2 separate regions of the Sus scrofa genome follow, and region 1 is linked to region 2. The links are chromatin contacts, called in public HiChIP or PLAC-seq maps. All regions are on one chromosome and are shown on one strand. The core of a region is the stretch at or near the end of the contact, and the rest is flanking DNA. Distances in the headings are between cores, read along the strand shown.

Region 1 (3,727 bases), core at 402-2,901, 340 kb after region 2:
CCCAGGAGTGTACTTGTGCAGGATTGTGGTGTCTTAGGGGCCTCCAGGGAGCAGACCTCCAGGTGGAAGTAACAAGAGGCAGCCTGAGTGTTTGGTGGAACTGTCATTAGCATCACAGGAGAGATTAAGTGACGTGACTAAAATCACACAGTTTCTTATTTCTTATGCCTTGAAGATGCTGGTCCCAGCTGAGGATGGGGAGACTGCTATACACAGATAAGCACAGCAGATATCCCAAGGAGCAAAGCTGAGCAGATTAACAGCAATGCCTGGGGGAGCAGATTGGACAGTGGTGAGTAGGCGGGTGGTCGCACATCTGAGACCCTTTCTGGGGACGTACCAGACAGGGAGTTTGCCCTAGGCTGTAGCTCTTGTTTATGCCAGAGTCAGGACAATTTAGCTTCCCTAAGATAGAGACTTGTATGGCTTAGGCCAGGTGCAAAACATCCCCTTTGACTGTGAAGAAAGGACTTCTCAATAAACTCTATCCTTAAAGGCTCTATAATTAAATTTTGAAAATATCTCATAATTTAAATTGTACTGATTTATGCTAAAGAATACGTCACAGACCTAATTGCATGCCTTAGGTAATTTGAATTAGTAGAGAAGGAACGACAATTTAAGGTGAGACTGTATGTATCACATTACAACTAAACCTGGAAAAACACTAAGAAATAATCTTCTCTTCTGTAGAACCCCCCCCAACTCGTTGCATTTCTCCTGTACTTCGTTGCTGTCATCTTTTATTTTAAATGATTTGATTTATAAATTGTTAAGGATGAAAGATACCTCTCAGATTATAGACAGGGACATGTGTAGCCAAGCTCAGAGAGAGAGAAATTAAGAGACTTGACTAAAATCACACAGTTTGTTCCTTTCTTTCTTTCTTTCTTTCTTTCTTTCTTTCTTTCTTTCTTTCTTTCTTTCTTTCTTTCTCTTTCTTTCTAAAAATCACACAGTTTCTTATTCCTTTTGTTAGGCTGCAGTGTCCTTGAAGGCAGGCATTGTGGCTTACTGGCCACGTCATACTCTGCAAATCCCAATGCCTTGTTCATGGATGGTACTGTAGGAATCAGCTGACAGGAGCTAAACTGGATCGTATTTATGTGAGATGCATTTCATATTGGGGATTAATAATAGTGCAAAAATCTTGTGAGAAGCCATATAAGAATGTAAATGCTTATTTCTATGTAAGAAACCAAGACTTAGATGCATCCTCTAAGGGGTAAAACTTAATAATGTATTAAACAAACATTTATGTAATTCTTACTATGTACCAGGCGTTATTCCAAATGCTTTACAAATTTTAACTACTTTGGTCTTCACAACAGAGTTAGGTCCTGTGATCCTAGACTTTATATATGAGGGAAGGAAGTTGTGGAGAGGAAAGTAACTTAATGAGAAACACACAGTGAATAATGACAGAGATGGGATTCAAATCCATCAGCCCAGCTCCACACTGCTTCTCCAGGGGTGTGGACTCCTTGCAGAGTTCATGCAATTTTCTCTTCCTCTCTTTAAAATTATGACTGAAGTGTCAGTCTTGCTTGGGCAATTTCTGCAGCCTGGTCACAAATACCATGTGAGGTTCCAAGAAACCAGAACTGCCGCAGCTGACACATCTTCAAGTCTGTGTCATTACAAGATGAACCACAGCCAAACATGACACAACTTATGAGGGTCTGGGATGGGTGCCCTGATAGAATCCTTCAGCAGAGTAAGTACAGGCAAAAACCTGTGTGACTTTGCTGATGCAGCTTGCCAGCCTCAAGAGGCTTTTGTGGTGACCCGGGTGCCATGGAAGGAAGTTAAGACATCAGGGGTTGTAACTTTCTTTCTGCATCTTGCAGAGGTTGTAATTCATTCTGGGGAAAGCACTGGAACTATAAGTGTTAGATCTATGTCCTTGAATAACTTTTCTTATCCAAGATTTGAACGGAGTACAAAAGTGGTTAAGTTGTCGCTTAGACTTGCCAGAGAACAGAGAAGTGACTGGAACAATTTACCATAAAAGGAAAAGTACTCATTTCCAAAGCCTTTATTGAAATGATTGCTTTACTCAAATTTCAGATTTTCCCCATAAGATATAAAACTAGCCAGAGACTCTTGGTTCAAACTGAGCTTGTTTTATCTTAATGGCATATGTGGATTCAACATTAGAAAACTGGGGAGATTTTAAACCTCAAATGTAACATGAAGTTGGTGTTTAGTGGGATAGTGGGAAATAGATTGAAAAGTTGTGGGTGAATATCGAAACTTAAAAGAAACTTTGAAATGTTCTCTGTTATGATTGTCATGAGGTATCAACTTTCAATATCCATATTTAAGCTCTTTTGAATTCCTAGGCTGCTGTGATTTGGTCAGCATAGAAAAAAGGGTCATTCATTAATGTATGATAATTTCCCAAAGTCCTATCTTGGGACAGACTGCTTGTCATCTGCTCAGTTGTTTCACAGAGATTCGGTAAAGGGAACATCTTTTCTGATATAAAAAGGAAATTCCATTTTAAAAAGCTGGATAAGAGTATATAGTTTAAATCAGCCCTGAAATAATATTGGAACCAGATCAGATTCTGTGGTTAAAATAGGTGTCTTGGGACATATTCAATTTTGATGGCAAAAGCCCACCTCCTGGGATTAATAGCCTGAGAGGCTTTCATTCAATTTAGAAACAAATTGTTATTACAATTTTTTTTTTAGGGCCACACCCATGACATATGGAAGTTTCCAGGCTAGGGGTCTAATCAGAGCCATAGCTGCTGGCCTACACCACAGCCACAGCAACGCCGGCTCCTTAACCCACTGAGTGAGGCCGGGGGTGGAACCCGCGTCCTCATGGATGCTAGTCGAGTTTGTTACCACAATGGGAACTCCTAGAAACAAATTAAATAGAAAGACTTGAGCAGAAATGTGTAGCTTCAAACATTATGTGGGATTCAAACTGAATTTCAACTAGGTGCCAGGTACTGTGTTGTACTGTATGGTACAAGAGATAGTTCTGACCTCAAGGAGTTTAAAAATGGGATTAATTTAAGGAATTATTGTATAGTTTGTAATCTTTTTGGTGTCATGGACCTTGGGTTGGTTAGGATGTTGATGCCTTGCTGCAAAGGATGGTAGATAGTAGTCTTTATTCTGACATGACTCTTCTCAGTTAAAAATAAAGGGAAGAAAGGACTATTACGAGGGTTAACAATCATCATTCCATGTGACAGACATGTTTAAGAATTTTTTTCAAAAGCTAACGCCCCTTTAGAAAAATTCATATAAGCATACACACAGTTTTATGTGATTTTAGGGTTTTTGTGGACTTCCCCTCTCCTAGAGTCTGATCAAGTTCCCCAGGAATATGAAAGTATCTAAGTGACACTTCTCATCAGCATCACCAATGTCGCACATTGGAATCTCCAGGAAGCAAATCTGAGATGGACTGAGAAGTTTTAACTTTTTTTTTTTTTCGGGGCGGGGTAACACTTATAAAAACAAAAGGAGAAGTAATAGAGTTGGACAGGTGGGAGGCATCAGATAACTCTCTAAACTCAGTGGGGGTATTTTTGAACAAGGACTGCCTGTTAGAGAAGTCAACACCGGGCAGAAATGGCAAGGCGCCACTGCCATGCTTAACCATTGACCAGTGACTTTCCTGGCCAGAGAGAGACCTTGAGAGCCTAAAGGAGATAAAAACTGGAGGCTAGTTGCTAATCAGTCTTTGCAGTGGACAGGAGCCC
Region 2 (3,674 bases), core at 110-2,609:
ATTGCAGGACTTCTGGGACTGAGCCTTCAGAGTCTTGCACTACTGTTCCCATCATCTTGGAATGTTGCCTTGAGACCACCAAGAGAAAAGGCCAGGACTAGCCTCCTGGAGCTGAGAGTTTGCACAGAACAGAGCTGAGTTCCCTAGACCAACCAGCTAACAGTCACAATTAGCTACCAAACATCTGAGTGCTCCTACATTGGACCATCCAACTCCTGTCAAGCCCCAATGACTGTGGCGACATGAGAGACCTCGGATGAGAACCACAGAACTGCCTAGCTGAGTGTGATCTAAATTCTTGAGCCACAGAATTGTGAAGTAATAAAACAGCTGTTGTCTTACATCATTAAGTTTAGGGAGTGGTTTCTTATATAGCAATTGATAACTGATATATTTTCCTTATTATCTTTTTAACCTTTTATCTGCACAGGCTATGGGGTGTGTGTGTGTGTGTGTGTGTGTGTGTATGCACGCGCACACGCGAGCGTGCATGCACATGTGCATGTGTGTGTAGAAGCTGAGCTACATTTACTGTAGCTCCTCCATCATATTTTGGTCAAATTAAGAAAAATGTTTGACTTTGTGCCCCAGGGTGCTGAAAAATGAAGGTAAACTAGGTAATTCCAAGACTTGAATATTTAATTTAAAAGGAAACCCATAGTTAGAACCTTTAGGATAAGTTGTTTCATGATGATATGGATCAGGTGAATGTTTTTTCAGAATAGAGTATGTTTCAATTATTTTTATACTTTTTATTATTACACATTTCTCTTTTTTCATGTCAACCATCTCTCATATCATTTTGTTCCTTCTACATGACTTTCAACATTTCCCTTCCTAATTTGGAGTTAGATTTTATCTGCTTTCCTTTTTGAGTCTTTCAGAATTTGTCCTGTCATTCTGATTCTCGACAAGGTTGTGACAGAGGGACTAAATTGGTGTCTAACATATGTGGCTGTGACGACTTTACTTCCTTTATCTCCAAACTACCTCTCTGATGTTTTCACAGTCCCCTCCATTCTATCTTTTGTTTCTTTTCTTCATAAACTTTACTCTCCTCTCTGCTGCAGGAAACGAGCCCATGCCTGCTGTGATATGGATATGAGAAACCACACCGCTAAGCAGCTCAGGCTGTACTTGACAGATTAGAGATTATTTTATTTTCTTATTTGGCTGTGTCAGGGCAGTGGTGTATTTATTTTTCTCTTTGATGCCAGTGACAACTATTACTATGCCAGCTCTGAATCCAGAGAGTAAATGAGTGAGAGGAGAGTGGGGCCTTTTAGTCTGACTCAACACAGGCCCGTCCCCCCCGCCCCCCGCTGCCGCCTCCCCAGCTCTGCTGTGTTGCAGTCTACTGAAAATGGAATCTCAGAGAACAGCAGACCGGAGTCTCAGAGAACAGAGAGAAAAACATGGTTGGGAAGGAGGGGAACAGAGAAGGGAGAAAGAAGGGAGAAGGTGAAGATAGGAGAAAGGAAAAATATAGGGCTTTGTGGTTGATAAGAATTAACCAGGGGATACTGGCAAATACACTCTTGGTGCCTTTGTATCTCTGCTACTGCCTGCCAGTCGGAGTTATTCTTACTAACACATACACAAAGTGAAACAATAGAAGAGTCAGGTTTCCCAGAAATTGAAGTAAGCAGTATAATCGAGCTGCTTAAACTTATAAAACTATTAAATAGCTCCTTCCACTTATTTTTTCTTTTGCTTTCCTTCTAATATAATTGATACATGAAAGAGAATGTAGAGAAGACATACGCAAGTTACAAATTATAACAGTATATTGAATACCTGGAAACCCACTCCAAGCCATGAGCCAGAATATTACCAATAACTTATCCCTTTCTGTGTGTTTCTTTCCATCACATTCTTTTCCCTCTTTTCCAGAAATTACCACATTGCTGAATTTTTTTTTAATTCCCTTATTTACTACACACACATATGCACATATGCATTCTCACCTGTATGCATGCATGCTTATACAATATTGTTTAATTTTCATAGTTTACAAACATTATAAAAATGAGGTTATGACAGACCACTGTAAACCAGCTATAATGGAAAAAAATCATTTTAAAAATGAGGTTATATTACATGTAATTTTATGGGGCTTGATTTGTTGATCTTTATAAATATATATATATATTTTTCCCCCCACTATACAGCAAGGGGATCAAGTTATCCTTACATGTATACATTACAATTACATTTTTTCCCCACCCTTTGTTCTGTTGCAACATGAGTATCTAGACAAAGTTCTCAATGCTACTCAGCAGGATCTCCTTGTAAATCTATTCTAAGTTGTGATGATAAGCCCAAGCTCCCGATCCCTTCCACTCCCTCCCTCTCCCTCCCTCCCTCTCCCATCAGGCAGCCACAAGTCTTTTCTCCAAGTCCATGATTTTCTTTTCTGAGGAGATGTTCATTTATGATTTGTTGATCTTATGTTTCCAAGATTCACCTACATTGTCATAAGCAATTTTATTTCATTGCTCTCCACTGCTGTGCAATATTATATAATATAAATTTATTTTCCTTTTAATGAAATGTTTTTGCTATTTTGAACAATGTTGCTACTAATATTTTTTATACCTGGTATACATGTGCATATGGTTATAAGGTATACAAATATGTTCAAAGTATATAAGAATGTATTTATAAATGTTAAAGCTATATACTCATAAATATATACATTGGAATAAATTTCTATTCAAGAGTAAAACACTAATAATAGAAAAAATGCTCATGAAGATGGGTATCCTTTTAAGGTATAAAGACTTATTATAAAGCCATCATAATTAGGAGGGTATGTTTTTGGTGCAAGGATAGACTACAGACCAATCGGATAGAATGAGTACTTGAGAAAAAGAAACCACAACACATCGAACAGGGGACACAGTAGATTCTGGGGGAAAGTGGGGTTAAAAAACAAATGACGTTAGAATAATTAATTGTCCCTTTGAGGAGGAAAAATTCAATTAGATGTCTACTTCATATTATACACAAAAATCAATTCCAGAAAATGGGCTTACTGCAAAAGGCAGACTTTAAAACACTTTAGAAGAAAATGTCTTTCTGATTCTGGGCTATGGAAGAAATTATTAAATAAAATTTTAAAAATGCTAACCATAAAAGAAAAAAATTTATAAACTGACTACATTAATTTAAGAAATTCTGTTCATTAAGAGACATCATGAAAAAGTAAAAGCACAAGACACAAAGTGGGAGAAAATATTTGTGGCATATGTAACTAAATTCAGATTACCATGTAAAACATAAAGAAATCAAGCAAATAAATTAAAATATGATAAAACAACTGATTAGAAAAATGAAACAGAAACTTTGGTCAGGTGTTATATGAAAATATAATCAACTTCATTAACAGTCAAAGAAATACAAAACAGACCACAGTATAATTTCATTTCATACTGATTATGTTGCCAAAAAATTAAGAAGAAAAATTGGTATAACTACTTTGGAAATGATTTTACATTATTTTGTAAAAATGAGTATTTATTTTTAGACCCTACCACATGGCAGTTCCACTTCTAGGTATGGATACAGAGAGGCCAGCAAATCTGGGAACACAGACAAATATGTAATAGCTGGTTTATTTTTATTACATTATAGTATATGATAAAATAATGGCATGCGTATTTCCAGACTTT

What was found. HiChIP or PLAC-seq counts read pairs in DNA pulled down with a chosen protein or histone mark.
Region 1: a contact with region 2 is called in an H3K27ac HiChIP or PLAC-seq map of alveolar macrophages. The contact joins two enhancer-like sites. A contact is called at or near these places in 1 of 47 Hi-C or Micro-C datasets (embryonic fibroblasts) and 1 of 2 datasets of contacts at active chromatin or transcription factors (alveolar macrophages).

The regions. Positions count from the first base shown.
Region 1 is chr13:84,790,345-84,794,071 of Sscrofa11.1, forward strand. No RefSeq gene overlaps it. Among named protein-coding and RNA genes, the nearest start is that of SLC9A9, 160 kb to the left of the region's middle. Within about 2 kb of position 1,652, at least 5 of the 83 cell types and tissues checked have an H3K27ac peak or open chromatin away from gene starts, as enhancers often do. A contact at or near this core is called in alveolar macrophages, where this site is marked.
Region 2 is chr13:84,448,997-84,452,670 of Sscrofa11.1, forward strand. All of the region lies in intron 7 of SLC9A9 (sodium/hydrogen exchanger 9), which reads right to left. Among named protein-coding and RNA genes, the nearest start is that of C13H3orf58, 180 kb to the right of the region's middle. Within about 2 kb of position 1,360, at least 9 of the 83 cell types and tissues checked have an H3K27ac peak or open chromatin away from gene starts, as enhancers often do. A contact at or near this core is called in alveolar macrophages, where this site is marked.